Regions from separate parts of the Mus musculus genome. Here all the other regions are linked to region 1. Evidence: chromatin contacts called from public Hi-C, HiChIP or PLAC-seq and capture Hi-C data. All regions are on one chromosome and are shown on one strand. Each heading gives the region's core, a stretch centred on a gene start, on an enhancer-like site or on the middle of the called end of the contact. The rest is flanking DNA. Distances are from core to core; before and after follow the strand shown.

The links. Hi-C and Micro-C count contacts between places; a contact is called where the count stands out from the background. HiChIP or PLAC-seq counts read pairs in DNA pulled down with a chosen protein or histone mark. Capture Hi-C pulls out chosen DNA fragments and counts their contacts.
Region 2: a contact with region 1 is called in a capture Hi-C map of macrophages, with 4 times the contacts expected there. The contact joins the promoter of Atat1 here to the promoter of Pfdn6 in region 1. A contact is called at or near these places in 4 of 39 promoter capture datasets (cranial neural crest, erythroid cells, hippocampal neurons and 1 more), 5 of 115 datasets of contacts at active chromatin or transcription factors (astrocytes, embryonic forebrain, embryonic midbrain and 2 more) and 2 of 9 other capture datasets (liver and macrophages).
Region 3: an H3K4me3 HiChIP or PLAC-seq map of embryonic forebrain shows a contact between it and region 1, with 4 times the contacts expected there. The contact joins the promoter of Tubb5 here to the promoter of Pfdn6 in region 1. A contact is called at or near these places in 1 of 39 promoter capture datasets (the C10 cell line), 1 of 484 Hi-C or Micro-C datasets (B cells), 3 of 115 datasets of contacts at active chromatin or transcription factors (embryonic forebrain, large pre-B cells and pancreatic cancer cells) and 2 of 9 other capture datasets (adipose tissue and liver).
Region 4: an H3K27ac HiChIP or PLAC-seq map of stem cell-derived neural progenitor cells shows a contact between it and region 1, with 4 times the contacts expected there. The contact joins the promoter of Vars here to the promoter of Pfdn6 in region 1. A contact is called at or near these places in 1 of 484 Hi-C or Micro-C datasets (B cells), 2 of 115 datasets of contacts at active chromatin or transcription factors (pancreatic cancer cells and stem cell-derived neural progenitor cells) and 1 of 9 other capture datasets (adipose tissue).
Region 5: a contact with region 1 is called in a Hi-C map of B cells, with 6 read pairs. The contact joins the promoter of Lsm2 here to the promoter of Pfdn6 in region 1. A contact is called at or near these places in 1 of 39 promoter capture datasets (pre-B cells), 1 of 484 Hi-C or Micro-C datasets (B cells) and 3 of 115 datasets of contacts at active chromatin or transcription factors (astrocytes, microglia and pancreatic cancer cells).

What each region holds. Positions count from the first base shown.
Region 1 is chr17:33,937,037-33,943,243 of GRCm38.p6, forward strand. Pfdn6 (prefoldin subunit 6) reads right to left here and starts at 3,307. Exons shown (of 4, transcript NM_010385.2): 1 at 2,988-3,307; 2 at 2,712-2,782; 3 at 2,503-2,627; 4 at 1,873-2,075. The coding sequence starts at 3,051. The coding sequence ends at 1,952. Wdr46 (WD repeat domain 46) reads left to right here and starts at 3,687. Exons shown (of 15, transcript NM_020603.2): 1 at 3,687-3,770; 2 at 3,849-4,055; 3 at 4,156-4,236; 4 at 4,370-4,482; 5 at 4,597-4,684; 6 at 4,786-4,847. The coding sequence starts at 3,702. It overlaps Rgl2 (ral guanine nucleotide dissociation stimulator-like 2), which reads left to right. Exons shown (of 18, transcript NM_009059.2): 18 at 29-651. The coding sequence ends at 240.
Region 2 is chr17:35,906,287-35,912,493 of GRCm38.p6, forward strand. Atat1 (alpha tubulin acetyltransferase 1) reads right to left here and starts at 3,782. Exons shown (of 13, transcript NM_001142744.1): 1 at 3,643-3,782; 2 at 3,145-3,205; 3 at 2,973-3,064; 4 at 2,802-2,862; 5 at 2,567-2,680; 6 at 2,277-2,378. The coding sequence starts at 3,749. Mrps18b (mitochondrial ribosomal protein S18B) reads right to left here. Exons shown (of 7, transcript NM_025878.2): 5 at 6,052-6,118; 6 at 5,133-5,192; 7 at 4,094-4,670. The coding sequence ends at 4,381. Gm16279 (predicted gene 16279) reads left to right here and starts at 3,449. Exons shown (of 2, transcript NR_167681.1): 1 at 3,449-3,807; 2 at 3,917-4,234.
Region 3 is chr17:35,834,801-35,841,007 of GRCm38.p6, forward strand. It overlaps Tubb5 (tubulin, beta 5 class I), which reads right to left and starts at 3,501. Exons shown (of 4, transcript NM_011655.5): 1 at 3,197-3,501; 2 at 1,828-1,936; 3 at 1,363-1,473; 4 at 1-1,239. The coding sequence starts at 3,253. The coding sequence ends at 182.
Region 4 is chr17:34,997,892-35,004,098 of GRCm38.p6, forward strand. It overlaps Vars (valyl-tRNA synthetase), which reads left to right and starts at 3,016. Exons shown (of 30, transcript NM_011690.3): 1 at 3,016-3,341; 2 at 3,521-3,939. The coding sequence starts at 3,553. It overlaps D17H6S56E-5 (DNA segment, Chr 17, human D6S56E 5), which reads right to left and starts at 2,855. Exons shown (of 2, transcript NM_033075.3): 1 at 2,276-2,855; 2 at 1-1,578. The coding sequence starts at 2,282.
Region 5 is chr17:34,978,145-34,984,351 of GRCm38.p6, forward strand. It overlaps Lsm2 (LSM2 homolog, U6 small nuclear RNA and mRNA degradation associated), which reads left to right and starts at 3,710. Exons shown (of 5, transcript NM_001110101.2): 1 at 3,710-3,941; 2 at 4,476-4,543. The coding sequence starts at 3,939. It overlaps Hspa1l (heat shock protein 1-like), which reads left to right. Exons shown (of 2, transcript NM_013558.2): 2 at 1-1,084. The coding sequence ends at 768.

The DNA.
Region 1 (6,207 bases), core at 2,057-4,556:
TAATCCCCGCCCTCTTCTGAACCCACAGAGCTGACCATCCCACACTCAGCTAACGTCTTCTATGCCATGGATGGTGCATCTCATGACTTCCTCCTGCGGCAGCGCAGAAGACCCTCTGCTGCCACCCCGGGTTCCCACAGCGGCCCCTCTGCCTCAGGAACTCCTCCGAGCGAGGGGGGAGGGGGCTCCTTTCCCAGGATCAAGGCCACGGGGAGGAAGATTGCACGGGCACTGTTCTGAGGATGAAGTCCTATTGGTTTACATAGCAACTCATACCAGGAGTGAGCAGCCACACATGGTGGCCACAATATTAGAGCAGAAACCCTGAAAGGTGGCCAGCCACCCTGGGACAGTGAAGTCACCTGTTTACGAAACCACTGCGGAAGCCAGCCCCAGCCCCAGCCCCGTGGGACTGGTGACCACGTAACCATGTTGGATACCTGCATCTAGCTTCCACCTCTGCGGAATGTGGCATTATCATCTGTGCTGGGAAGAGTACTGGTCCCTGCCACATGCCAGCCTGTGACAGGCCAAGGGAAGGCCTAGAGGCTGAGCCTGGGGCAGAGGGCAGTGACAAGAGGTTCTTGTCCCACTCTGGGGATTCCTGTCACTGTGACAACACTAAGAAAATAAACCAAAACACTACCTGAACCCTGTCCCCATCCTTCAGTGCGCGGAGCTGGATACTGCGAGGGCAGTGGGTTGAAGTTAGGTGGCCCAGACCAAGGGGCAGTGGTTCTAGTCCCAGGAGGTACCTGGTATAGCTCAGTAGCAAAGTGTTTGGTGGGATTCGGGAGGTGGGAGGCCCTGGGTGCCATCCTTGGACCCGAGAACAGATACTGGTGAAAGGTATCCCAGGGTTCCCTTCAGTCCTGGCTCCTTTAAACACCCGTTTCTTCTTGTCCCCTAAGAAGCAGGGGCTCCTGGATGACAGTGATCCCTATGGACTTCTCTCAAGCCAGATCTCTTTTTTTTTTTAAATCATTTTATTTATTTATTTATTTATTTATTTATTTATTTATTTATTTATTATATGTAAGTACACTGTAGCTGTCTTCAGACACACCAGAAGAGGGTGTCAGATCTCATTACGGATGGTTGTGAGCCACCATGTGGTTGCTGGGATTTGAACTCTGGACCTTCGGAAGGGCAGTCGGGTGCTCTTACCCACTGAGCCATCTCACCAGCCCCTCAAGCCAGATTTCTAAGAAATAATTTGGGACAAAGAAACCAAAGAACGGCTTTGTGGGGGTGGACATACGAATCTGGAAGGAATTTCAAGATTAGTTAAAAGTTACATTCACTGACCAGTGTGGTGGCGCACGCCTTTAAACCCAGCACTCGGGAGGCAGAGGCAGGCGGATTTCTGAGTTCGAGGCCAGCCTCACTACAGAGTGAGTTCCAGGACTACACAGGGAAACCCTGTCTCCAAAACCAAAAAAAGTTACATTCAAACCAACCCTGAGAAGATAGACGGGGAAATCAGGTAACAGTCTAGGGCTAGGGCTGCTTGGGGAGACAAGTGCTCACCGTGAGTGACTGTCATTTCCTGGGCTCTCAGGCCAGAGAACTGAGTTCTATGGCAACGAACAACATGCTGCACTGTAGACAGTGTCTTCTCCCGTGTCTCCCGGTTACGCCAACCAACGTAGGGAAGTCAAAGGGTTGTATGTACAGGCAAGAAATAGCTTGAGACGTTTCAGACTAAAGTTTTGAAACTGAAGGGACCCAAGGAAACACCCTGGGCACAGTTCTCAGCCACAGGAAAGCAAAACAGAATCCGGCCACTGAGAGATTTCAGTCACAAGACCGTGAATCTCAAGAGGTGTAAAAGTGTACGGGAATGGAAGTACAGTGAAGAAAGACTGGCTGTAAAGTAGGCTTGGTTCTGTTTACATTTTATTGGCTCAGGGTTAGCCTCATCCCTCCCTCCTGACCCCCTCCCACGGGGTCAGGCTTTCCCAGGAGCCTTTGCAGCTTGGGCCCGCTGAAACTCCTGCTGCAGTTGAGCAAGGGTTTCCCTCTGTTGCTCTGACTGCCGCTCGAGGTCCCGAAGCTGTGATTCGTAGCGCTTGCTGAGGAGGGCAAAGGGAGGCAAACGGAGAGGAGATATCAGCCAGGGCTCAATGATATGGTGGAAGACTGGAGGTTTGTGGGACAGAAAGCGGGGATGGCACTAAGGGGAAGAGAGGGCTGCTGTCCTCCAAGGCTGGCACCTGAATTCAAGCTACAGAACCCCACAGTAGGGAGGCAAACATTCCCGCAGGTTGTCCTTTGACAAGTGCCCTCACCAGATGTCACACAGCAAGAAAGGCCAGGAGTGGTGCCACATGCCTTTAATCCCATCCTTTAGGAGGCGGCAGCAGGCGCATCTGTGTCAGGTCAGCCCCGTCTACAGAGCGAGTTCCAGGGCAGCCAGGACTTTACAGAAATGGGTAAGTGGAGAACTATCCAGCACGGGTTTAACACTTGTGCACTGAAAACGCCATCCGCAGGACTTACATTTCTGCTGTGATGTAGTCTAGCCTCTTCCCTACTGTGGCCCGAGCCTCCCCCAGCTCCTGTTTGACAAGCACGGGTCCCAGAAGCTTAAAGACCACGTTGGATCCATCCAGCAGGGCCAGCTCCTGAGAAGGGGATGAGGCAGTGAATGAGATGATCGTGCCCAGGAGAGTCCCTCCTCGCCCCCCACCCCCGCGTCCCATCCTCACCTCCTTCACGATATTGTTTTCCGTTAGCTGTGCTTCGAGCTTCTGCCTCCCTGACATAGATTTACTCAAGTCTGGGGTGGAGAGAGGAAATGCACGATTAAAAACATCAAATGGGCCCAGAACCGCGCAATTCTGGGGAGACTGGGTGTGAGGAAGAAAGCGACGATACCGAGGCGAGGGGTAACAAGATGCACCCCCGCAGCCCCCAATGGGGCGCGACGCTTCATCATAGATGAGAGCGGACAGGAGCGAGACCACACCAACTCCCTCTCTTACCCTTCTGCAGCTGTTGATATTTCTCTACCTCTCCCTGCAGCTTCTTTTGGATCAGTTCAGCCATGGTGAAGGAGAAAGCCTCCTGGGCGGGGGTCGCTGGGTCTCAAGCTCTGGGAGGCACCTGAATCCCCCCTCCCTGACCCTGCAGAAGGACAGCACTTTCTACCCGCAACTCTCCGAGGCGCCGCAGCCTCTTTTCGTCCAGAATAGCCACTCCCTAGGCAAAGGAGAGCGAAAGAAGAGATCCCCGAACCCTCCAAGCCAAACGCTAACCTCTTCACGCTCTACCCGCTGTAATCAATAAACCCGGAAGTAAACAAGGCATGACGGGAGAGAAAAAGACGGCGCCGGAAGTTACATTCCGATACATGCTGGAACATGTAGTTCTGACTTGTGTGAGGCTCGTTCGACCTAAAAGACTCGGCTCGAGAGGTTTTGGGCAAGACAGAAAAGTTAATATGGAAAAATCTAAGCTCATAGTTAACAAGATTCGGGGCTCATACATGCTTTTTAAATCTTTATTTGGTTATAAGCTGCTCCTCGGGCGATCCTCCCGGGCTCACAGAGGCATGCCCTCACTTAACATGGCGCCGGAGGCTTCAGACGCCGGTACGGCGCTGATTGGATGAAGGGGGGGACTTCCGGAAGTTTTCCTAGACCGCCGAGCTACTACTCAAGGGAGTTTCGCACGTGGATCGTTGTTCGGTCTTGGAGATGGAGACAGCCCCCAAGCCGGGTAGGGGTGTCCCACCCAAGAGAGACAAGCCTCAGGCCAAGAGGAAGGTAGCTTTGGTGGGAGGTGTCCGCGTCCCGGGCCCAGGCTCGGGCAGCGTGTGCGAAGGCTTTTCCTCTGCCCCTTAGAAACCGCGGCGCTACTGGGAGGAGGAGACCACCCCGGCCGCCGTCGCCACCTCCCCGGGGCCGCCTCGGAAGAAGGCGAGGACTGGGGAGTCGCGACCCCCGAGGTCCAAGAGCGCGCACATCGCCCAGAAGTCCCGGTTCTCCAAGAAGCCCCCGATCTCAAAGACCGCTCCAGACTGGAAGAAGCCTCAGAGGACGCTGTCGGGGGTGAGCCTGGGGTTGACAGGGTGGCGGTGCAGGTCGTCCCCGGAGATCGAGAGGAACCGGATCCATCAGAATCTGCCTCCTGCCTCCTTGTCCTCGCCAGGCTCAGGACCCGTTCCCAGGACCCGTCCCCGCCCCCCTGGAGGAGGCCCGGAAGTTTTGTCGAATTGACAAGTCCAAAACGGTGAGGACCGGCGGGCTGTCAGAGGGATTGGAGGCCGAGGGTTTGGATGAGGTGGTGGCGGCTTCCCCAGTGGTTTTCCTGGGACCCCCACATATGCTCTTCGGTTCTTGCAACCCTGTCAACAATGCCGTAGCTCCCACATTCGAAGCCTAAAACTCAAAGCAAACTCGAGAAGGCTGAAGCGCAAGAGGAAGAGGCAAGCGTCAGAGCCGCCCGCGCTGAGCTGCTGCTTGCAGAGGAACCTGGGTGAGTGGACCCCGACCTGGGCTTTCCCCGCTGTCCTGTCTCTCTGCGTTTTTATGTTTGTATGCCCGCTGCATGGTGGGGACCGTCACCGTCGTCATCCTAACTGCCTTTTAGGTTTCTGGTAGGAGAAGATGGGGAAGACACGGCAAAAATCCTGCAGACAGACATCGTGGAGGCTGTGGACATCGCCAGTGCTGCCAAGGTGAGCCCAGGCTGGGAGAGGAGCCTGGAGACTCGGGATGGGGCTGGGGGTGGGATGGGGTTTGTGAGTTCGTTGTCTCACGGACACTTCACCCTTTCTAGCACTTTGACCTGAATCTAAGACAGTTCGGACCCTACAGACTGAATTACTCTCGAACAGGGAGGTAAGGTTGAGTTCCGGAGGCTCTGTTCTCTCTAAAAAAGGACTCAATTATTTCTGTGTGTGTGTGTGTGTGTGTGTGTGCCAGAAGAGAACCTGGGGCTTGTGTTCTATTAACCTGGAAGCCAGCAAGCCCCCTGCCGTCGTCACCCTGCCTTCCTTTCCTTTTGGGCTTGGGTGATTGGTGCGTGCTAGGGTTATAGCCTCTCATCGCAGCAAGAGCCCGAGGAAGCTGGGCGCTTTTTGGTGGTTCTGGGTGTGAAGCCCATGACGTTGTGGGTGAGTGAACTTGACTATTGAGCTACGCACCGCCTCTCAGCTTCCAGGGGCTTTATTATGTATGTGTGTGCTGTGTACGCAAGTTCGTGTGTCGGTATACCTGCATGTGGGTGTGTACACACATGAACCCCAGAGGTCAACATGGCATCTTCACGTATTGCTTTCCGTTTTTTTCTTTCTTATTGTTGGTGTGTATGAGTATGCTTGTGCATGCCCATGACATGGTGTGTGGGGCCAGCTCAAATAGAGCCATTTTCTCCATCTGCCTTCTTGTGGTTCAGGGCACCGGGTTTGTACAGAAAATACTTTCAGCCACAGGGTCTTCTTCCTGAACTTCTTTATTTTCCAATGCTTCTAAGTTTTTATTTATTATTTTATGTGTACGAGTGTTCTGCTTGTACATATGTCTGAGCATCACGTGTGTGCCTGGTATCATGCAAGTCAGAAGAGGGCATCAGGGGGCTGGCGAGATGGCTCAGCAGTTAAGAGCACTGACTGCTCTTCTGAAGGTCCTGAGTTCAAATCCCAGCAACCCCATGGTGGCTCACAACTACCTGTAATGAGATCTGACGCCCTTTTCTCGTGCATCTGAAGTCAGCTACAGTGTGCTTATGTATAATAATAAATAAATCTTTAAAAAAAAAAAGAGGGCATCAAATCTACAAGTCAGAAGACGGCATCACACAGGCAATCCACAGGAATTGTCTTACGGACGATTTGGTTGTGAGTGACGTGCTGTTGGGAACCAACCCAGCATTCTCATGAGACCAGCAAGTGTTCTTCGCCATTGACCCCTCTCTTCGGTTCCTCCACCTTATTTTTGAGCAGGTTCCTCACTGAACCAGTGTCCAGCAATATCTGCCTGTCTTGGCCTTCCTGGCACTGGGATTACATGTGTGCCAGGGATTCGGGCTCAGGCTGTTATACTTTTGTGGCAAACACTTTACTGACTGAGCCATGTCCCTAGCCCCTTCTGTGACTCTTGAGCTAAGATTTGGCTGTGTCTCCTCAGGTACATGACCTGTGCCACCTTCAGTTACTCGCAGTGTGGGTCTGGTTGCTACTGTTTGCAGCAACACACTTCC
Region 2 (6,207 bases), core at 2,532-5,031, 2.0 Mb after region 1:
CCTGGGTCTGTCCCTGACTCCCTTTCATCAGGAATTTCTGCTTTCCTATCCGTCTTCTGAACTTCCACCCTGGCTCCCTCTATGGCTTGTTTGTTTGGCACAGCAAGCAAAGTGAAGGAGACAGGTGACCTGTGTGGCCCTACCCGTGTGCTCCCTTCCTTTGGCTTTAGCTCTCACCTACTACTTTCCTTCGGTCACACTGCTGTGGGCATATTCTCACTGCACAGCCTTTTATACTGGCCATCACTCCTCTGGGACACTGTGCCTCCACACACTTCCTTCATGCTCTCGCACAAATGAGCTATCCTCTCAGTTGAGAGCTCTGTTGAGAGCTCTGCCAATATCTGACTCGCTCGCACCTGTAAGCCCCTCCCTCACCAGCACTGGTTTCATTTTCTCAGAACACTTATCAACAGTAAAGCATGCCTTTTGGTTTTTTGTTTGTTTGTTTGAGACAGGGCCTCTCCAGGGGGTCCTAGAAGCCCCAGAAAACAATATTTAGACCGGGCTGGCCATGAACTCACAGAGCTCTGCCTTCCCAGTGCTGGAGTCAAAGGCATGCACCACCCTTGCCTGGCCCTAGAATAAGTTGTTTGTCTGGTTCCACATTTGGATTCTTTTGTTTGGTTGTGTAAAGTATTCCTAGTGCCCACAACAGTGTCAGATACACAATAAACAGTTGTTGAACGCATTAGTAATGTGTTTCTAAACTCACAGAATCACTGTCCCATGATAAACCAAGCTTCCTGAGGCCTGGAATGTCTATTATTCTGGATCTTCCATAAATGATGACTAATGTAATGGACTTGTGGGAGAACAAGGTAGAAACAAGCTGTTGTGTTTGGGGATAAAATAAGGTCTAGTAAACAGCCAATGTCCAGGTGTGGTGATGAACTCTGGAGGTAGAGGCAGGGTGACCTTTGTGGTGCTTGCCTTTAGTCCCAGCACTCTGAGCAAAGGCAGGCGGATCTCTCAAGAGTCTGAAGCTAGCTGATCTATATAGTGAGTTTCAGGATAGCTAGAGCTCCAGAGGGAGACTGTGCCTCAAAAAGCCTGCAAGCAAGCAAGCAAGCAAGCAAACAAGCAAGCAAAGCTCCCCAAAAGACAGGATGAATGCTTCTAGAATATGTAATGAGTAAGGAGAAAAAAGATTTAGTTGCAAAAATAAATCACACTGGACATCATGACTTAATCCTAGCTCTTGGCAAGCTGAGGCAGGAGGATCATCCATTTGAGGAGAGTGAGGTTTGGTGTGTATATAGCAAGCGTCTTTCAAACACAGAACAGCTGGGCATCAAGGCATACCTGTGACCCCATTACTCAGGAGGTAGAGAAGGAGTGTCACTGTGAGTTCAAGGCCAGCCTGAGATATTTAGTGAGATCCAGTTTTAAAAACCCACAATGCAGGCTGGAGAGATGGCTCAGTGGCTAAGAGCACTGTTTTTCCAGAGGTCCCGAGTTCAATTCCCAGCAACCACATGGTGACTCATTAGCTATCTATATGATGTGATTTGATGCCCTCTTCTGGCATGCAGGTGTACATGCAGATAGAGTACTCATATATAAAATAAATCTTTAAAAAAAAAAAACCCAAAACCAAAAACCAAAACAACAACAAAACCCACGGTGGAGCCCTGGAGATGGGTGCATATAAACAAAACTAGAGGGACTCAGAGGGTTTTATATATGCATTTAGCCTATCTATATACCTGTGCACATGTACATGCAACAATAATGAGAGACAATAGTGGGAGAGGGGGACACGGGAGGGGCTGGAGGGGGAGAAAGAGGGATAGGAGTGCTGTCAATACAGAGCTCAGGCATAAAGTCCTCATAAAAAGTATAGCTGAGGTGGTGGAGCATCCCTTCAATCCTAGCACTCTGGAGCGAGAAATAGATGGATCTGTGTGTTCAAGGCCAACCTGGTATACAAGGTGAGTACGGCACAGCCAGGGTGACCCACTGAGACCTTATTTGAAAAAACAAAAATAGGGACTGGAGAGGTGGCTCAGAAGCTTAGAGCGCTTGGTTGCTCTTGAGGACTAAGATTCAAATCCCCCAGCCCCCACATGGTGGCTCATAAACATCTGTAACTCCAGTTCCCACGTTCTGACACCCCCTTCTAACTTGTGTGTACAGGCATGAACATGGTGCATGTATATACATGTGAGCAAAGCATTCAAACACACGAAAATGAGGTAAGTCTAAAACAACATGGAAACAACCCGAGGTAGAACTTAGCCAGGCGTCTCCAGGGTTGGTGCAGAGCCTCTAACCTGTGGGACTGTGGTCTCCAGGTTGTAGTGCTTATTCAGGAACTTGAGCAGCTTCGGCGATGGTCGGTCAATGGCCAGTTGGTGGGGCTCCACTCGCTCTTTCTGCAGGAAAACGGAAAACTTGGGGGCAGGGGTTGTAGGAGGAGCATGCTAGCAGGATACTGGGAGCCTGGTAAGGGAATACAGAGAAAAGGGGACCAACTGTGGGCCATGGAGCAGGGCCTCCTAGAGCTTCGGGGTGAAGAGCCTTTTAGATCTATTCTGACTAATCGGTAAAGGTTGTTGGGTACCTGTAACATATGCTGAAAAAGTTCTCGCCCGTGGCCATGCCGTTGCACCGACTCGTGGATGTAAAAGTCCAGAATGCAAAGGGGTTCTACCTCATTGTGAGCCTCCCGGTCATCCTAAGAGGTCAAGAACACATACTCATTAGGAGCCATGCATCTTCTTCATTGTCTCCCACCCCGCCCCCATTTCTTCTCTGACACCAGTGCTTACAAATGGCTAGTTTGCAGTGACACTCACCAGTACAAAGAGCTTCTTGTATCCAACTTTGAGGAAACCAATAATGGCTCCTTTCCCTGCCCTGTGGGATGGGGGAAATAATGAACCAGGCAGGAGCAACTGTCTGGGAGAGATTGTAAAAGGGAGGTAAGAAGAGTTTGATTCACAGGGAATAATGACAGTAAGACTCACGGTCGGGCTGAGGTGTCCTTCAGTATGTAAATAACGTGCCGGTTGCTTTGCATCCTCAAAGCGCTGGTGATGGGTGCAGGGAGGTGCTGCGCCTGCAGAGATGAAGATCTACTTTGTTTGGCTCCTTATCTGCCACCCATCTCCCTTTCCTCCTCCTAGAGGCGCCCCGTACCTTGGCAGAAGCCTTGCCCAGCTCATCTACAATAGTCATGATTTGCTGCTGCAGATCCACACTACAGAGAGAGGGGCCCGGTCAGACACTCGCTAGGTTACAGCATCGTGTAAGTCATTCCTGGCAGCCTGCTTGGCTCCCACCCAGGCTCCTCCACAGGGTCTCTGACTTTGCTTGGAACTCTTCCTCACCTCCCACCTCACCTCACCCCTCCAGATCCCAAGCTTTGGTTTCACAGCTCCCGTGTTAAGGTTACTGTGACGCGGTAGGAAGGGCGGGTCAACTATAGCCTCTTGTTGAGGCCACATTAGGCCAGATGGTGAAAGGTTACAGATGTAGGTCTATTAACCCGGCTAGATCCAGGGTCAAAGGTCACCAAAACACAAGTAAGACCGCAGGAGAAATGGCCAGTAGTCAGTGAGAAGGGGGCGTGGTTCCTGGATCAGGTTTGGAGAGGAACCGGGACAGAAGGGCCATGGGTCGGGTTTGAAATGTCACCGGGCCGGCGTTGTGGTTCCGGGTCGGCGGGCCGGAGGCCGCAGGTGCTGGTCCAGCACGGTGATCCGCTCCGGGAACAGCGCATCCACATCGAACGGGAACTCCATGGCCCATTGTGCGGGACCAGACACGCCCCACACAACGTCACTTCCGCTAAGAGGGCCGGTAAGTCTTTATCTCTAGGACCCGCCCCGAGGGCTCGCCCCGCCCCCACCATGGTTTCACAGTGCCTGGGAAACCCCATTTTTCTCTAGCAACAGTTCTCCTTTTGTAGGTCTGTGCCCCTGAGATGCCAGGGCAACCAAGTATCCTGCCCTCCCAGTGAACAGCTGAGGGAACCTTCAGAAGAACCAGTCTCACACCCCTTGGAGTTGCGGGTAGACCACACTCCCACCCCACCTCATAGACTTCACACCCACGTTTTGAACAGACAGCCCAAAGGGAGTCAAGAACGGGTGAAGAGACACAGCTTTATTGTATAAAAGCTGAGCCAGGAGGTTTAAATCAGGGACACACCATCAAGGGCATACACAAGAGTCTCCAGTTTATATGTAAGTCCTCACCAGTTACCCATAAACATCTAGTCCCCCTCAACGTCAAATGTGCTTTGTTCTCTTCATGCCAGCCAGTTCCCTATAGGGTCTGCCACTGTCACAAAACAGAACCCTTTGCAGGACACAGGATACCACGTAGCCCTAGACAGTACTCCCTTGGTCTGACTTCCCCAGGTCACAAGTTCTAAGCACTCTGGGAGCCTGGCTGCTCAATGGAGGATTCTGCTGGTGGTGTAGTGGGCATCTCTGGCATCGACTCAGGTGGCGGGCCACTTTCTTCTAGGAGATTTCCTTGATAGAGTCGGCGAAGGCGAGACAGCTCTCTCTCTGGTGGCTGTTGCCAGCTGTACCATGGGTACCAAGGTTCACCTGACAACAGTGTGGGGGCTGGTGGAGTCACACTGACAGCTCCATGCACAGTACCAAAGTCAGCATCCCGGGGCTCAACCTGGGGGACGTAGTAACTGAGAAGACCTACGGGGTTAAAGGAAATAATGGTGGATGAGGAAGGGCAGGTCAGACTCAAGACAAGAAAAAGGCACTACAAGTCGAGGGACCAGTCATAACCACCAAGCACATTCCAGCAGCGCATACACAGCACACCCTGCCAAGGAGACAGAGAACAGGCAGGGCACTGCATGGGCTCTCCCTCCTCACTCATCCGTGCAAAGGTGCTGTATAAGCCAGGTCAGAACCAAGAAACACAAGACTGTCAAGATTCAGGAGACAGAGTAGTCTGAAGAAGGAATGTTCCTTCCTTGTGTTTCCTGAAAGATCATCTCAATATGTACTCTTAGTAGCCTGGAACCTACAGCTGTTACTTCCGAGTCCAGCAACTCACCCAACGTGGAAAAACTAGGAGTCTGCTGAGTACTTTCTCATAGACATGGGAGCACGTAAGCACCTCAGAAACCCTTGCCCCTTGCTCTCACTTACCACACTCCCTGGCTTTCTGGATGGCCTGGGTCAGCTTCTTGTGCTGCTTCATACAGACCCCTACGGAGAGAAACGTCAACCTGGACAGCGTCCCACACAGCAGCAAGTCTTCTACACAGAGACAGCTGACCATTTAATGCCCCAGGGCCCTGACCTGTATCTGCCTGGATGTCCAGCCACTACAGAGATGTCATGGAATGACAGAGCCTACAGATGGGCCAGAAGATGACTCAATGACAAATGTGGTTAAGGCTGACTTGGAAAATCCACAGAAAAAGATCTTATAAGAAGTGATTTCAAATTAGGGAATGTGACAGAGTAGCAATTATTCCCAGCTCCACTCTGTAGGCTGACAACAAAAAAACTCTGACAAAAGGGACATATCGCCGGGCATGGTGGCACACGCCTTTAATCCCAGCACTCAGGAGGCAGAGGCAGGCGGATTTCTGAGTTCGAGGCCAGCCTGGTCTACAGAGTGAGTTCCAGGACAGCCAGGGCTGTACAGAGAAACCCTGTCACACACACATACACACAAATTTATAGACTGATAGGTGGAAAACTTTACAAGGAAGCAAGCTGTTCACCTTTAAAAAAAAAAAAAAAGGTTGAGCCGGAGTCTATGTAGCCCTGGCTGTCTTGGAACTCACTATGTAGACCAGGCTGACCCCAAACTCACAGTTTAAGGCACGCTTTACCTTTTAAAGTACATTTAGACAGCCCTCACTCCTACAGGGAGGCTCTAAAACTTTAGTCTTTTGTCTACATTTAACTGTTTTATCGTAATGATGGTTCTCATTAAACAAAAACTTCTGTGTGCTATTATTTATAGGAGCTATCAAAGGAATGTCTACCTCCCAACCCCATAATAAGGAGCTCCACGGAAAAACTATAGAAGTCATAACAGGAGGGCCAAGCTAACCTGTGTATGGGGCGTGAAAGATGATACCCGTGTGTGCACAGACAAACTGTTCCAAGAGCTTCACATTCTGCAGGAGAGAGATAAACAAATGTGTGAGGGACTGGTCAAGACCTCTGTAGGCTAAGTGTGTCCCCCTTACACCAACACAGCCCTTTG
Region 3 (6,207 bases), core at 2,251-4,750, 1.9 Mb after region 1:
GACATTCCACAAACAAATATTTATTGAGTGCCTGCCATGTGCCAGGCACCATTTACCCCCAATGAGAAAACAGAACAAAACAAATACAAGACAGAGGCAGCAGAAAGAAACTGGAGGACAAAGGGCAGTTGGAGAAAGCTGAGGGATCTAAGCAGCCTGAGCTGATGCAGGGCTCTCTGCCTTAGGCCTCCTCTTCTGCCTCCTCTCCGAAATCCTCTTCCTCTTCCGCGGTGGCATCCTGGTACTGCTGGTACTCAGAGACGAGGTCGTTCATGTTGCTCTCAGCTTCGGTGAACTCCATCTCGTCCATGCCCTCACCCGTATACCAGTGGAGGAAAGCCTTCCGGCGGAACATAGCCGTAAACTGCTCAGAGATGCGCTTGAAGAGCTCCTGGATGGCTGTGCTGTTTCCAATGAAGGTGACTGCCATCTTGAGGCCACGCGGTGGGATGTCACAGACAGCTGTCTTGACATTGTTGGGGATCCATTCCACGAAGTAGCTGCTATTCTTGTTCTGCACGTTGAGCATCTGCTCATCCACCTCCTTCATGGACATCCGTCCACGGAAGACGGCGGCAACTGTGAGGTACCGGCCGTGGCGCGGGTCGCAGGCGGCCATCATGTTCTTGGCATCGAAGACCTGCTGGGTAAGTTCAGGCACAGTGAGGGCCCGGTACTGCTGGCTTCCACGGCTGGTGAGAGGGGCAAAGCCAGGCATGAAGAAGTGGAGACGTGGGAATGGCACCATGTTGACAGCCAGCTTTCGAAGGTCAGCATTAAGCTGGCCCGGGAAACGGAGGCAGGTGGTGACGCCGCTCATGGTGGCCGAGACGAGATGGTTCAGGTCTCCGTAGGTTGGCGTGGTGAGCTTGAGGGTACGGAAGCAGATGTCGTAGAGGGCCTCGTTGTCGATGCAGTAGGTCTCATCCGTGTTCTCAACCAACTGATGGACAGACAGGGTGGCATTGTAGGGCTCGACCACGGTATCAGACACTTTGGGCGAGGGCACCACACTGAAGGTATTCATGATACGGTCAGGATATTCTTCCCGGATCTTGCTGATGAGCAGGGTGCCCATGCCAGAGCCAGTGCCTCCACCCAGTGAGTGGGTCAGCTGAAAGCCTTGCAGGCAATCACAGCTCTCCGCCTCCTTCCGCACCACATCCAAGACAGAGTCAACCAACTCAGCTCCCTCTGTGTAGTGGCCTTTAGCCCAGTTGTTGCCTGCCCCAGACTGACCTGGAATGCAGTAAGGGAAAAGGTTTAATCACTAAGATATGAGAGAAACACAAATACTTCTTAATCTTTCAACGACTGGAATAATTCAGTTGAGCAAATAGAAATCGATTCCACCTAACTCACCGAAAACGAAGTTGTCTGGTCTGAAGATCTGGCCAAAAGGACCTGAGCGAACGGAGTCCATAGTCCCAGGTTCTAGATCCACCAAGATAGCTCGAGGGACATACTTGCCACCTGCAGGAATTCAAGTCAATGTTTGACGGATCAGCAATGCATTACCTCTGGGTGGGAGATCAGCCACAAAGCACTAAAGTTGTCATTCCAGGCACTACCACCTGGTGGCAGTAGAGCTAATCTTTAGTCCCTTAGGGTGTGAGTCTAGGGAAAAAAAAATGGGAACCATGCAGAGGGGTAATAGATACTTAGAAGTGTGGAAAAACAGGGCGTGGTGATGCTCTCCTTAAACCCAGCACTTGAGAGGTAGACGATCTATGGGAGTTCCAGGGCAGCCAGTGATGCATTCATCTGGGCTCACTGTCCAATACAGGGGACAGGGAATAAATGTTAAGTGGGGATTTCTGCCCTCACCTGTGGCTTCATTATAGTACACAGAGATTCGGTCCAGCTGCAGGTCGCTGTCACCGTGGTAGGTACCGGTGGGGTCGATGCCATGTTCATCGCTTATCACCTCCCAGAACTGCACAGGGAAGAGCAACGAGGCCTCAATGTCTCAAGTCCTAAGGCATGCCTCCCGCCCCTCATTTCAATTCCAGACACGCTGAAACGAGGCTGAGGTGAAGACACTGCAATTCCGTTATCTGCTTGCGGAAGTCCCATGGAGGAACCTACGCGATGGAAGGCTAAAACCTTTCGGCATAGGACCGGTGATGGGTGGGTCAGGCGCTATAAACCTCTATGTGGGCGGATTGGAGCCCACCTATTTGGCTTTGCACCCAGGTTGGCTCCTGAAGCCAGGAACCGCCCTTCCAGGCCAGCACAAAAGAGTTGGGGGAGAAAGGTGCGGCCACTGCAGTCGCCCACCCCTTACGTGCTCCACGTGACTGCGGTGGCGGGCCGCTCCTCCAGCAAACCACAAAGGCGGGAGCAGCGCGGGCGGGGCCTAGCTCGAGGGGCGGGGCCAGTGCGCCCCCGCGGGTAGGGGCCGCATTGTCCCTGCGCGCCAGGGGCTCCAACCCCGCCCCCAAAGGGTCCCACCCTTCGGCTACAATTTAGCGGCCGCACTTCCTCCCTCCCCTCCCCCGCTACATTGTTAATTGCTAGCAAAAAAGGGGGAAAAATCTTTAAAAAGCCCCATTGCCTATCTTTATTCCCTTCCTTCCCTCTCCTTAGTCTCCCAGACAGTCTCACATATTTGAAAAGCTCACTTTCATACCGCTCACACCCTAAAGGGCAATGAAAAGTAAAAGTAGGCCCCTATACAGAGTCATTACCTAAAAAAAGCATTGGGATGGCGGGTTCGATGGAGTGTCCAAGCCTTTGTTGAGAGGTAATGCGCACCGGGCACCTCTGCAGCTGCCCGCCAAACCTCGCCCCTTCCCCCCTCCATTCTGTTCCAGTAGAGCCCTCCAGGCTGGGTGGGGGTGGCGCAAGGGGAAAACCTCGCCTCGGCTTTGTCTCGGATCGTTTCCGCATCCCTCCAGTCCTCGAACCGTTAGAAAACCCCTTTTAAGACCAGCTCTTCACAGTCCCTCAGCCTCTCCTTTTCCCTAAACTCGAAAGGCTCTTTTATTAGCTTTCCGAAAATGTGCCAAGAAAAACATTTCCTCATTTTTCAATATCAGAACGCTAGCTACAAATATGGGTTATATTTATACGTGAAAAACTTTGAGGGGCCAAATCTGACGGGTGGAGAATGCAAGAACTCCGTGAACAATGCTCACAATTAACACAGAATTCTCATCTTTACATATTTCAGCTAAAATTTTAAAGTCCTTACCTTAGCACCGATCTGGTTGCCACACTGTCCGGCCTGGATGTGCACGATTTCCCTCATGGCTACGGTTTACTGAAATAATTGTTTTTGATGGTTCCAATGTAGGTACCGAACAAGAAAGAAAATTAAGGTTTTTGGGGTTTTTTTCTTCTGGGCCGGTCTCAGACTGAAAGGATGGACCGGAGCCCGGGAGGCTGCAGCAGCGAGATGCAAGCACGACCGCAGGAAGGTTCTAAGAGGCAGAAGAGGCCGGCGAGCGCAGGAGGGAAGGCGCGCAGGGCGGGGCTCGCGTTCGCGCGGCCGGGGGCGGGAGATAGGCGGGCGCCCCGGGTCTTAGACAAAGCCTACCCAACCAGTCGCTGATTAGACCAACCGATCACGTGCCAGGCGGCCATTGGTTTCTGAGCCAGTGGCGAGCGCAGTCTTTTTTGGGAGTTGTAGTTCTCTATTGTTGTCCACGCTGCAAAAAGAAGTTAGGAATGGGTGGGTACTGTATGAGGAATTGGGGTTATCTTGTGTGTGTGTGATTTTATTTTTTCATGAAAAATGTCCTCACACGAGATTCCTATTTTCTATTCTGAGAGAGGATTTTGTACTAAAAGAGGTTTGGAGAAATGTAGTAATTAGGAGATCTGAGGTGCCAGAGTTGGAAGGTGTGTTGGACACGCCCTGCCAGCTGCCCACCGCAGTAGGTCTAGAAAAGCCAGACTGCATAGCTCAGCGGAAAATCCTGAGAACTATGTTGTCCTTCCCTGATACACAGTATCTAGTTCTTTGTGATCCCAAGACAGGAATTTCAGTAAGGCACAGCTCCCTCGCATCCCTCCAGAAGAAAGAATTACCCTTCTGTTTCCAAGGGAGTTGTCTCAAGGATTTTCAAAAGAGAAACAAAATTGCAAAGATCGTGGTGAAAACTGCATGGAGCTGATGTCCCAAAAGAATGAAGGTGTACTGGCTGGTTTTATGTGTCAACTTGACACAGACTGGAGTTATCACCGAGAAAGGAGCTTCAGTTGGGGAAATGCCTCCATGAGATCCAACTGTAAGGCATTTTCTCAATTAGTGATCAAGGGGGAAGGGCCCATTGTGGGTGGGGCCATCTCTGGGCTGGTAGTCTTGGTTCTATAAGAGAGCAAGCTGAGCAAACCAGTAAAGAACATCCCTCCATGGCCTCTGCATCAGCTCCTGCTTTCTGACCTGCTTGAGTTCCAGTCCTGACTTCATTCAGTGATGAATAGCAATGTGGAAGTGTGAGCTGAATAAACCCTTTCCTCCCCAACTTGCTTCTTGGTTGTGCAGGAATGGAAATCCTGCCTAAGACAGAAGGTGTATGTAAAATCTGCGTGGGATTTGGGCCTTTCAGACGACGCTGAAGACATTCTGGTCATCCTGTCAGGACAGGCTGTAGGGTGGACAGACTAAGAGAATGTCAGTCTTTAGACAGTGCCTCCCTCTCTCAGACACTTGCTTGAAGCAAGGGGATTTGTTTGTTTTTCCAGTTAAATGATTTTATTCATTAGGTGAGTCTGTGGCAATGTGCTGGAACTGAGCAGGAAGAAGGGAGTTGATTGAATGGGCTCAAGTTAGAGGCCTTAATGTTCTCTTTCCAGGGTTTCGAAAATTACTAAGTATCCTCAAAGCTTTAAAGGGATACAAAATGATTAATTAGAGCAAGAGTGGTTCACATGATTAGTCCCCGAATTCTGACTAGAAGGCAAGGGAAGTTCAAGGTCAACACCGGCTACCTAGAGGCTACCTAGACAGCTTGAGGTACAAGCTTTAGCTTCAGTCTCTAAATGAACAAATAGAAAGGAAAAATTAGATTGTGCCTGCCCAAACTCCCAAGAAATACGGATATTGAGACAGAAGGATCATTGCACTTTGGAGGCTAACCTAGTCTACAAAATGAGAGCCTGTCTTGGAAACACAACATACGTGGGGCTAGAGAGATGGCTCAGCAATTAAGAGAATTTGCCCTTCTCAGAACAGGTTCAATTTCTGTCACCCATAGTAGTAGTACACAGACATACATGCAAGCAAACTACCAATACACATAAAAACCTCTTTTAAAAAGAGAAACAACAACAACAAAGGGAAGGGTCTAGTAAGCAGTATCTAGAATGTAAGCAGTATCTAGAATGTAGTAAGCAGTATCTAGAATATAATCGTGTTGTACCAGTGAAAGGAAGGAGGATCCCTGTGAGTTCAAGGCTGACCTGCTAAGTTAGTTAGTTCGAGGTTAGCGGAGGCACATAGTGAGACCCTTCTTTGGCTTAAAGAAAATGAATCAAAGACATGCAATCAACATACAGCTCAAGTCATCTTTTAAATAAAAGAACATTTAACCGGGTAGTGGTGGTGTACACCTTTAATCCCAGCACTTGGGAGGCAGAGGCAGGCAGATTTCTGAGTTCGAGGCCAGCCTGGTCTACATAGTGAGTTCCAGGACAGCCAGGGCTACACAGAGAAACCCTGTCTCGAAAAACAAAAAACCAAAACAACAACAACAACAACAAAGAACATTTAAGTTACATCAATACTCCTTTATTCATTAAAAATATTTCAATTTTGGTTATGCCAACAATGAAAGCGATTATTGATTATTTCGTGCTACTTGAATTTGTCTCATTTACTTTAGGAACACGGATAAGTCATCCAACTTAAAGCTTCAAACGTCTGGCGATTTATTATGGACATATTGAAAAAACCAACGGGAAAGAACTATACAAGCCACTTTCCTGGAATACCTTCATGTTTTATTATAATGAAATAAATTATTTTATTATACTTTTCTCCTCTTTTGAAAGACGACGACAGACTTTGAGGTTTTAGCAAAACAGCTTGCTGTATTTAGGATCTTCCATTTAGGAAGATGACCTCAAAATGTCCGTCATTGGCCAGGCGTGGTGGCACACGCCTTTAATTCCAGCACTCGGGAGGCAGTGGCAGGCGGATTTCTGAGTTCGAGGCCAGCCTGGTCTACAAAGTGAGTTCCAGGACAGCCAGGGCTATAC
Region 4 (6,207 bases), core at 1,766-4,265, 1.1 Mb after region 1:
CATGCTTTAAGTTATCCACAAAGGTGCAGCACCTTTTCTCCAGAGGTTTACACAGTCCATCCTGTTGCAGAGATTGGAAGTCTTGTTCCCGCTGATTTCGAAGGGTGGCCTCCCTTAGAGAAGTTAATGAGGTTTTGGACTTGGATAAGGATTTCCCTAGTTCCATTAAATCTGCATCTATGGCAGAGCTTAACACTTTATAATTCTCATCTTGGAAGTCGAAGGCTGATGCACCCAGGATCTCGGCAACAGTAGCCCGCTTCGCTCGAGCAGCTGGGAATGGAGATAGTCTGGTCCCCATCTCATCAGAGTAACGAAGAATTCTAGGGGCAAGCTGGACCAGTACACAAAATCCATTTGTGAGGTTAAGAGCCTGGGTGTGGATGCAAGATGTCAGCCCAGTAGTGCATGCCCACCATGTATTGATGGGGGGTATAATGTAAGCATCCCTGTCTGGGGCTTCCTGGATGCTATTACATAAATGTCTATGGGTGTGGGGTATTGTCCCAAAGCAGAGTCCTTTTCCCTGAATTAGCTCTAAGGTTAGTCTCCCTTTACCTGGATACTGCCAACGACAGTCCTTGTTGTCAGTAGAGGTGGTATAATTTCCAGGAACGGCTATTCCTTCATAATAGGGTGGCTGGGCATCCAAGCAGAGCCAACATTTACTTGTAAGCTCTGGTTTAGAATTATTCAATACCAGGTAAGTGGCCTTAAGCAAGTCCCATGGCCCAGACCTGGGTCTAAGTTCCTGAGAAATGGGGACTGTGATTTGTGATTGAGTCACCGTGAGTCCAACAGGGGGCAGGGCTGGATTGGGGCCTAAAGGCATGCCCTGTCGGGCAGAGAGTTGGATCGTAAACATTACTCCATAGTCATATCCAGACACATACAGTCTTAGTCCCCATGTCTTTCCCTTTTCCCATCCTACGCTTTCTTTTCCCTTGGGGGTGAACTGAACTGTAATGGGGTTACAGTTGGAGGAACATGGCCCACCAAGATCATTTGCATCCAGCTTGGGCTGCAATCCATACCCCCATCCTTGGGATTCCGATCCAGGGCTCCTTTGGACCTTGATGAGGTCATCTTTTATCGGTGGCGTCCAGGAGATGGACCCAGTCGACTCACAACCCCAATATGCACAGAAGTATGACTCTGGTCCTCCACAGGTAGCCGTCTGCTGTGGAGACCTCCCCTCTCCAGGGCAGACATAGAAGGGGGTTCTCCGAAGTTCACTGTGTTGAGCTGGATGTTGACACCCCCATACAAGGCCCAGGGGATCCCAGGTCCCATCCGCTAGTGCACACAAATCAAAAACAAGATCAGGAAACCAAGTTCCAATGGGGGCGAGGTGGGAGGTCGAGTTAATTACAGTCCCCGTAGCAGTGTTAGTTATAACCCAAGTAAGGTTATGGGGTTCATGGGGCATAGGACTAGTTTGGACCACACCTATAGAAATCAGCAGAGTCAAGATCTGCAGTGTCTTAGCTTTAGGGAATCTTATGGTTGTCATTGGAGTCTTGATCCCGTCTGGGGCACTTGGCAGCATCTCCCGTCTAGTGATCGAGACTTCATCACCTGGTTGGAAACAATGGTGGTTAGGTGTTGCATAGATCTGCCATGTTTGGCCCAATCCATTTCTGTACCTTGTAAAGGACCTGTAAGCACTCTTGTCTACAGCTGGCATGAAGTTTTTCTGCCTGATTTCTCTCTCCGTGTACTTTTGAATAATACAAAGACAACTTTACACAGTACACAAGAGATTATCCCAACAGGCCTTTCTCCCCCAACCCCCCTTTCTTTTCTTCTTCTTTTTTTCTTGGTTTTTCGAGACAGGGTTTCTCTGTGTAGCTCTGGCTGTCCTCGAACTCAAGAAATCCGCCTGCCTCTGCCTCACACTCATAAGTGCTGGGATTAAAGGCATGCGCCACCACTGCCAGGCTAGCAGTGGCCTCTCAAAAGCACTGCGAACTTATGTTTTCCCTCTAGGTTTGAGCTTTAGTAGACCAGCTGGAGTGCTTCTGCCTTTGGGTCCCCTGCCCTTCCTTCACGTGACTCCATGTCAGGCAGTGAGCGCTCAGCACCTAGAGCCCCTTTCCTGTTTTACCTGGGTTAGATCCGAGGATCTTCCGCGAACTGGCGGTGCACTCCGTTACCAAAAGCCTGACATGGCCTTGAGCACACCCCATCAGTACGCTTTCTAAAAGCATAAGATAAATACAAGCAAGAGACGCGGAACGCACGGTGCATTTACCAACGCCAGGGAATTACCAACCTTTCATTCCCTACAGCAACAGCTCCCAGCAGCCAGGCACTGCTTGTGAAAGACCCCCAAGCTGGGTAGTCAATCACTCTGAGGAGACCCTCCCAAGGATCAGCGAGGCCACGATTCGGATGCAACAGCAAAAGGCTTTATTGGGAACACGGGTACCCGGGCGACTCAGTCTATCGGATGACTGGCGCGCCGAGTGTGGAGTACTTACCCTTCTTATAGGGCTAGGGCTGGGGGGCAAAAAGCGCGGGTACAGAAGCGAGAAGCGAGCTGATTGGTTAGTTTAAATAAGGCTTGGGGTATTTCCCGGTCATTTGGGGAACCTGAAACTGAGGTGGGACTTTCCAGAAACTGTTGCTGGTTTCGCTTTATCTGAGTACCATCTGTTCTTGGCCCTGAGCCGGGGCCCAGGTGCTTGACCACAGATATCCTGTTTGGCCCCTGTCCCGGTATTATTCAGCCTTATTCTTTAACTAAACTTCCTTGTAACTTTTGAGAACTCAGCTCTGGTACTTTATCATGCCTTGCAAAATGGCGTTACTGCAGCTAACTTGCTAAGCCTTATGGTGGGGTCTTTCACTTGGAGCAGCCCGAGATTCTGCAGCTCGCCCTGCAAAAGGCGGAAACCTGGGACCAAGCACGCACTCCAGACACTAGGGCTTTCGTTTTCCCGCGCTCTAGACACGAAGACCCCGGGCTGCCCGCGGCGGCGCCTGACCCGAGGGCCACGGGCTGCCCGCGGCGGCGCCTGACCCAGACCCAGGCTCGTCCCGGCACGCGGGTTCCCGTCTCCGTGCTGCACGAGCCACTCTGGCCCCTGCTTGACCCGTCCGGCAGCGGTGGGCCGCGCACGGACCCTCGGGATCGCGCACGCACAGGCGGGGCCCGGCAGCCCTGCGAGGACCCGAGTCCGGAAACGTGCGCTGTCACAAAGGGGGGGACACGTGGGTGCCGCTGTCCCGGCCGCGTTCTCCCGCAGCGGGAGAGCTGCCTCCGCTGCCCGCCACCTCCACCCCGGCCGCCCTGTGGGGCCGCGGCCGTAGCCGGCCGAGTGTGATCGCCGCCTTCAGTACGTACACGCGGCGCGGCCTCCCCTCTCCAACCCGAGGGGGCGGGCGATCGGGGTCCCGCCTCCTCCTCTAGGCGCTGCTGGCGGCTGCTCGGCCAGGCCTAGGGTCCGGCCGGGCGCCTGCGTACCTTGCAGCACGTGCTCAGGTCCCCTCCTCAATCTGCCGGGTCTCTCCTCAGGTCACTGCACCGCGTTCGGACCCTGCACAGCCATGTCCATCCTCTACGTCTCTCCTCACCCCGACGCCTTCCCCAGCCTCCGAGCCCTCATCGCTGCCCGATACGGGGAAGCTGGTGACGGTCCCGGGTGGGGAGGCCCTCACCCCCGCATCTGCTTGCAGCCTCCCCCGAGCAGCCGGACTCCATTCCCTCCGCCTCGCCTGCCCGCCCTGGAGCAGGGACCTGGCGGCCTGTGGGTGTGGGGGGCCCCGGCTGTAGCTCAGCTGTTGTGGCCTGCAGGCCTGGGGGGACCCGGGGGCAGCCGGGCAGCTGTCCTGGTCCAGCAGTGGGTCAGTTATGCTGACACGGAGCTCATACCCGCTGCCTGCGGGGCGACCCTGCCTGCCCTGGGACTTCGAGGTCCTGGTCAGGATCCCCAGGTGAGAGGGAAGAAAAAGGGAGAAATTCTGACTACACAAACAGGATTGGGAAGAATCCCACGAAAAAAGTCGGTTGTCAGGCGGTCGCATCTCTGCCTGCCACCTGGTGTAGTAACTTTGGGAACACTTTTTCTCGAGCCTTGGTCTTCTATGTCTGAGAATGCAAGATGATGAAATCTCTTCCTTCCTCCGGGGGTGTGATACATGAGCGCCCGGGAGTGGAGCGTGGTTTTGCTGTTTTCACTACGTTTGGAGTGTGTGTGTGTGTGTGTGTGTGTGTGTGTGTGTGTCTTTAAATTAGGTCTCGCTCTAACTGAATGGCTCGGAACGAACGCACTGGTGTGCCAAGCATTCCCAAGTCTGTCTTTGGGTTTCTGTTGCCATGTTTAAAACAACATGACCAAAAGCGCCTTGGGAAAGAAAGGAATTGTTTCAGGTTACAGCTCTCCATCACTGAAGGAAGTCAGACCAGTGACTGGAAGCAGAAACAAAAAGAGGCCGTGCAGGACCGATACTTTCTGGCTCACTTTCCACAGCTTGTTCAGCCTGCTCTTTTATACCGTCCAGGGCTGCTTTGCCAGGGGTGGTATCCCCTACAATGGACTGGCCCTCCACATAATCATTAGTTAAGAAAACGTCCCCACACGCTTACCCACAGGCCAGTCTGGTGGGGACATTTTCCCAATTGAGTTTCCCACTTCGCACGGGCCACTGGCTTAGGTGAGGTTGACAAGGCCCTGGTTGGCAAGTGTGACAGGGATGCAGGATGTGAGCGGTTTTATGTTGAACTGTAGGGAAGACTGGGGAGAGATGACAGTTGCTGGGAGGAGTCAGAGGAGGCTTGAAGTTGAAGGAGAGGCAGGGAGAGGACAGATGACACACCAGATTGTTTCTGTGAGTCCTTCCAGGGTAGACCTGTGTCTGCCTTAACTGAAAGCTCTGCCCCTGCAGGGTAGGGAGTGCATGGTGGCTGCCTAGTGTCACTTCAGTGGGGGAATGAAGGAACAGTGCAGATGGTGACTGGCTTCTTCATATCTGGATGGACTAACAGAGAGCCTCATTCCTGCGGGGTAGTACTTCAGACCTGCGCTCATTTGTGGTTTTCCTGGGTGAAATCTATTGATGCCCAGACCTGGCAGTCTTGTTTCATATAATCCTTTAACTTTAGAGCCTGATATGTTTCCTTGGACTCATAAACTTAAGTGTTTAGTGATAACTTGTTGGATAAATCACACACACAAAATACTTGTGTGTATTCGATTTTTATTTTATGTGTATAAGTGTTTTGCTTGTGTGTGTGTGTGTGTGTGTGTGTGTACACTTGTGTGCCTAGTGGCCAAGGAATCTGGGGACATGTAACGAGGTGTTGTCATAACTTGGTTTACGGACTGTTGTGCACCACCATGTGGGCTCCTGGAACCAAACTCTCTAAGAGCAGCCAGTGTTACAAACGCTGATCTGTGTCATTCACCTCTCCAGTCCTATAATGTATATAATCCAGGGGCCTCCTGCATGCTATGCTAAGTACTCTTCCTTGAACTTTCAGCCAGACTAGAGTTTTGTTGTTGCTTTAAGACAGGGTCTTAACTATGTAGCCTTACCTGAAGTGGGACTGGTTGTGAAGACTAGCAAGCTTTAAAGGCAGATCCCTCTGCCTTGCCTTCGGAGACCTAGGGTTAAGGGCATGGTACCACACCCAGGAGAACTATTTATAGTGACCTTGTGAATGAGGAAGGAAGGAGCCTGAGACCTGGTGGTCAGTGGCTTGAGTCTGGGAAGGTCGTGGACAGGTGGAGTAGTGGCTCTTAACCTTGCCCAGGTCAGGACCCTTCTGAGGGGATGGAAATGACCCTTTCACGGGGGTCACCAAGAAAAACATTGAAAGACAGATATTAAGATTCATTACCATAGCAATGCCACAGTTATGAAGTAGCAACAAACGTAATGGGGGGTCATGACCCTTTCACAGGGGTCGCCTAAGAAAAACATTAAAAGACAGATAATGGGCTGGAGAGATGGCTCAGCAGGTAAGAGCATTGACTGCTCTTCCAGAGGTCCTGAGTTCAATTCCCAGCAACCACATGGTGGCTCACAACCATCTATCTGTAATGAGATCTGACACCCTCTTCTGGTGTGTCTGAAGGCAGCTACAGTGTACTTAAATACAATAAATAAATCTTTTAAAAAAACAGACAGATATTATATTACAACTCATTACCACAGCAATGCTACAGTTATGAAGTAGCAACAAAAGTAATTTTATGGTGT
Region 5 (6,207 bases), core at 2,460-4,959, 1.0 Mb after region 1:
TCTGAAAAAGTACAGGATTTGCTTTTGTTGGACGTAGCTCCCCTGTCTCTAGGATTGGAGACAGCTGGGGGTGTGATGACTGTACTGATCAAGCGCAACTCCACCATCCCCACCAAGCAGACGCAGATCTTCACCACCTACTCGGACAACCAGCCCGGGGTGCTGATCCAGGTGTACGAGGGCGAGAGAGCCATGACGCGCGACAACAACCTGCTGGGGCGCTTTGACTTGACTGGAATACCTCCTGCACCTAGGGGCGTGCCACAGATCGAGGTGACCTTCGACATCGACGCCAACGGTATCCTGAACGTCACGGCCATGGACAAGAGCACCGGCAAGGCCAACAAGATCACCATCACCAACGACAAGGGTCGCCTGAGCAAGGAGGAGATTGAGCGCATGGTGCAGGAGGCCGAGCGCTACAAAGCGGAGGATGAGGGCCAGAGGGAGAAAATCGCTGCCAAAAATGCCTTAGAATCGTACGCCTTTAATATGAAGAGCGCTGTGGGTGATGAGGGTCTGAAGGACAAGATCAGCGAGTCCGATAAAAAGAAAATACTGGATAAATGCAATGAGGTCCTTTCCTGGCTGGAGGCCAACCAGCTGGCTGAGAAAGATGAGTTTGATCATAAAAGAAAAGAACTGGAAAATATGTGTAATCCGATCATCACAAAACTGTACCAGAGCGGATGCACCGGGCCCACCTGTACGCCAGGGTATACTCCCGGCAGGGCTGCCACAGGCCCTACCATCGAGGAAGTAGATTAGCCTTTTCCAGAATTGCAGGGTGCTAGGGTGCCTCTAGGCGAATTTTATTCATCTTCAAACATCAATATGATTCTTGAACTGACTGGACTCAAGCCTACGTCACCATCCTTTGGGATCCCGATGGAGAAGCCTCGAACTCGACCTTTTCACACCCCCACCCTCTCATCTATGATCCTGAACTGGACCTTTAGGAAAACCAGGCCCCTCTTTGAGCCATTTGAAGAATTTGGATGTCTGTTATTTATTATCCACACCCCACCTTTCTCCTTCCTGTGTGGATGGTTATTTGTCTCTCAGTAAATTTGTTCCCAAAGGAAACAACTTCTGTCATCTTTTATTTTTTTTAGTCAGGGCCTTACTGTATATGTCTAGCTGACTTGACACTTACTATGTAGGCCAACTTGGTCCCTAACTTGCAGCAATTCCCCTGTTCTGCACCTGAGTCCCGAGATCACAGGTATGCACCATCATGACCAGCTTTTGATTTTTCAGATGGATGCAGAGTTTCTTTTTCTTTTTTTTTTGGGGGGGGGGGTTCGAGACAGGAGTTCTCTGTGTAGCCCTGGCTGTCCTGGAACTCAGAGATCCCCCTGCCTCTGGCTCCCAAGTGCTGGGATTAAAGGCGTGTGCCACCACTGCCCCACACGGCAGAGTTTCTTGGAGCCCAGGCTAGCCTAAAACATTCTATACACCATTTTATTTCCTGGTATCTGTAAGCTGTCAATGGTCCTTGAAAATTAAGAAAGGAAGATATGCATTTTTCCATTCGTGGGTCCCTTGTGAATGTTTAACTTGATAAGGGCAAAGTACTTGAATTTGTGTAAGTTCATTTCCAACAAAACCATTTTGCTTTTTGTTTTGTTTTGTGGTTTTGAGACAGGGTCTAATATAGCCTAGGTCTGCCTTGAACTCTGATCACGATACCTCCACCTGCCAAGACAAACATTTCCTAATTCTCAGGCACCCTGGGCCCAAAGGACGCAGTTGCTAAATGTACTGACTGCTTCTATCCAGTGACAGCTTGTTTTCGATTCAAATCTTAAGGATTCTGCTGAACTTGGGAACAAATCCTGCTTGGTACCATGCTGGATCCAGCTCTGAACACAGTGATGTGCACCGGTAATGCCAGCACTGGGGGAGTGGGTAGGTAGGGCAGACAGAAGAAGCATCTTAGGGTCTTGCTGGCAAGTCAGTCTAGCTGAATGAACCTGTCAGCTCCAGGATCTATGGTAGATCCTATCTCAGAAAATGAGAGAAATGACTAAGTGGTTAAGAACACGTGTTGCTCTTCCACAGGACCAGGGTTTGATTCCCAGCACCTATGTGGTGGCTAACAACTGTAACTCTAGAGGATCCAACACTCTCTTCTAGTGTCTGGGAGCACTGCCCATGTGTACACAGATGGACATGCAAGGAAAAACGCTCACACATATACAATTTTAAAATATTAAATAAGGTGGAAAGAACAGGCAGTATCTATCTCTGGCCTACACAGTCATGCATGCTCCAGCCCTCACTCCCACCCCCAGGAAACCCTGGCTACAATCTATTTAGATTATTACACTAGAGAATTCCACCCTGCAATCAGCAGGTTTAGACTCTCAGAATTTTCACCTGTGTCCCGTGACTGCCTTGCACCTACAGCCAGCCTCAAGAAGAGAAGACAGAATAGAAAGTGTTTCCCTATTTATCCAGACATGATATCCACAGAAGATACAACCTAGCAACTTCCCACTTAATGTAATTATTTAAAAAAAAAAAAACAATAGGGCTGGAGAGATGGCTCAGCAGTTAAGAGCACTGACTGCTCTTCCAGAGGTCCTAAGTTCAATTTCCAGCAAGCACAGAGTGGCTCACAATCATCTGTAGTGGGATCTGATGCCCTCTTCTGGATGTCTGAAGAAAGCCACAGCATACTTACATAAAACAAGTCAATCGAAATAACAACAAAGCCCTTTCATCTCAGACCATCTCTTTCTTCTCTGGAACTTGCCTACTGAGGCTTTTCTAGTTTTTTGTTTTTTTTTTAAATCAGTCAGCTCTTGTGAACTCCTTCACAACCAGCATGTTACAAGCCTGGTAATGCTGTTCCCAGAACATCCAAAGTAGTATCTGTCGGTGATCTAGTTGAAAATATTTCAGTAATGCAGGGATGGATCAGCAGTTACAAGCATCTGTTGCTCTTCCAGAACACCCAGATTTGATTGCCAGCACCCACAAGGAGGCTCACCATTGTAACTCCAGGCCCAGGGCATTTGAAGCCCTCTCTTCTACCAGGAACTCATGTAGTACAGACATAACATACAGGCAAAAACTGTCAAACACACACAAAAAAAGCTAAGATAAAGTAAAATATTTCTGTCACTGAGTTCCAGTCAGTTTAGTCCTTTACAGACGAGTCCTATGCCAAATTATATATATATATATAACATTAGAGCTGGGATGTTGTTCATTTGCTTTGCTTAGAATGTGTCCGCTCTGGGTCAACTTTGCACCCCAAAAGACTGAAATTGAGAGAAACTTACTTACTGGGAACCTTTGATAAGAATCAGGATTTGTGTTCCGGTTTCTCTCTCACACTCACACACACCATAACCAGTGTGTATTGGTGTATATTTTATTCTCTGACACAGGGTCTTGCTATAATAGCTTTAGTTGACCTCTAAACCAGAATCCTCCCGTCTCAACTCCAGGATTCCAGTTGGGCACGAACGCTGTCCAGCTCTTAGCAACATTTTAAATTTTACTAAAGAATACGCAAGTCATAATTTTCTCAATCTTCCCAATAATTCCCCATAGAAAACGTAGACTACGAGCTAATCACGCGGCAGAGAGAAAAGTCTCAACAACCATCAGAAAAAGAGACGAACTACGTCCAACGCGCAGCTGCCACGGCCCACGCATGCGCTTGTGAGAAAGCGGCTGCTCGGGAGGAAGTGGGGGGGACAGGAAGTTCCGCCCCTCTACCGGTTTGGCGGTCCTCTCGGCTCTGCCCTACCCCGCTCCCTTTGAGCCTGAATTCAGCCGAGGTTTTCGCGGCTCCCCGTGCGCCTGCGTGATCCAGTCTTGCTTCACGCGCGGGCTCGCGCTCCGGCTCCCGCCCTGCCTCCGGCTCGCAGTCCCCGGCGCCTTCCTTCGCGGTCCAGGCCGCCCCGCGTGGCGCCAGCACCATGGTGGGTACCGTGACGTCAAAAGGGAGCGCCGCCGCTCGCGGCGGGCGGTTCGAACCGTGCGGGCGTGGGTGCGGGCACTCGTGTCGGTCGCTTGGGGCGGCAGCCAGGCCCCAGGGTTTTCCGTACAGCCTTACTGCCCACACCCCAGTGTGAGGAGGCTGCTCGGAGCCGATGGTGTTTTGGGGGAAACCTTTAGCAAGTCCAAGAGAAAGCCCACGGGCGCCGGGGGAGAACGGGAAGCGAGCCTTGCACTTCTGTGCTGTTGACGAGGACTTTGTGAGGGTGCGGTTGGGAAGCGGTCTCAGCTGGGAGGTGGTCGACTCAGAGAGTGGGTTCTAGCGTCGAGGGGTGCAACGCAGGTCCTGTCACTCCGTGGCTCCGTGAACTGCAGAGTCCCGTTTAACGGATTGTTGTTGGTTATGAAGTTTTGAGAACTACTAGGAGGGGCTACAAAGACTAGTATTTCAAAATACTGTCACGGGCTCCTCCTCCCCGTCCCTTTTCATGTGATAGTTCCTCCCTCTTTTCCAATAGCTCTTCTACTCCTTTTTCAAGTCTCTTGTGGGCAAGGATGTAGTCGTGGAACTCAAGAATGACCTGAGGTAGGTCCTTATTTTAGCGAGTTGGTGGAAGGTGGGGGTGCCGGGTGTCCTGATCCTTTTTGTCGTTGTTGTTGACAAAGTTACTTCAGAGTAGGTAGGCAAAACACAGAAGAAATACCTTTCGTCTTAAGTGTAAAAGATTAGTTTAAGAGTGAGCCTGGTATTGTGACACATGCTTGTAATCCCAACACTGAACGCAGAGGTGTGAGTTCAAGGACAGCTTGGTCTACATATGTCCAGGGCCATCCGGAGTTACACAGTGAGATACAGTTAAGTAACATGTATGTGTAGTCCTGGCTGTCCTGGAACACACAGATCCACATGCCTCTGTCTCCTGAGTGCTAGGATTTGCCTGGCTGTATCATTTGCTCTTAACGATTCAGGAGTTGGGGTAAATGCTTAAATGCTGTACCACTGGAAATATGTTTATGGGTTCTTGTCACATCCGTTAAGGTCTACTTGGTTCCTAATAGTGCTTCGAAAATTATAGTTTCATTGAAGCCGGGTTTTGTTTGCTTTTGTTTTCTTTCATGTACTGGGCATGCTCAACAAGTGAACTTCATATGCAGCCCTCATGTTTCTCTTTAAAATAACTTTTTTTTTTTTTTCCAGACAGGGTTTTTCTGTATAGCCCTGGCTGTCTTGGAACTCACTCTGTAGACCAGGCTGGCCTCGAACTCAGAAATCCGCCTGCCTCTGTCTCCCGAGTGCTGGGATTAAAGGCGTGTGCCACCACCGCCCAGCAAAATAACTTTATTTGTAGACTCTTGAAACCTTTGAACACACATCAGTGGTTGACCAGCAGGATGGTTCTGACCAGTGTGGCCAAGTTAGAAGCTGGCCCAGACTGAGGTGCAGACTAAGACCTTTCATAGTCTAAAAGTCAAATCACACGAATGGTCTACAGAGCTGTGGGGATTCATAGGATGTAGAGAGTGAGGAAGTAAAACTCAGGATCTGAGGTGGTTAAAGTTGGTTACACAGAGGGTAAATATAATATAAGGTGGGGCATGTAAGGTGGTATGGGAGCACTGGCCTTGATAACCTTGCTTAGGGGCTAGAGGGCTGGAGAACTGAGAAGACTTGACTTGTATCTTCATTATTAAAGATAAGTTGGGGGGGATAACATTTGAAATGTAAATAAAGAAAATATCCAATTTTTTAAAAAAGAAGAAGAAGCCGGGTGTGGTGGCGCAGGCCATTAATCCCAGCACTCGGGCTACACAGAGAAACCCTGTCTCGAAAAAAAACAAAAACAAAAAAAAACCAAACAAACAAACAAAAAACTCATACGAGAAAAAAAAGAGTGTAGCAAAAATAATAAAGAGTAATTCCAGCTACCAGTATGTGTACATAGGTCTGTGACTCCAAAGCAGTAAATGTTTACAAATAACAGTTAGGGAAGCTGCAGAGATTGCTCAGTGCTTTAAAAAGAGCTTGCTGGGGGCTGGAGAAATGGCTCAGAGATTTTAAGAGCACTGACTGCTCTTCCGAAGGTCCTGAGTTCAAATCCCAGCAACCACATGGTAGCTCACAACCATCTGTAAAGAGAGCGGACATCAGACGCCCTCTTCTGTAGTGTCTGAAGACAGCTACAGTGTACTTAGATATAATAATAAATAAATCTTTAAAACAAAACAAAACTTGTTGCTCTCCCTGAAAAA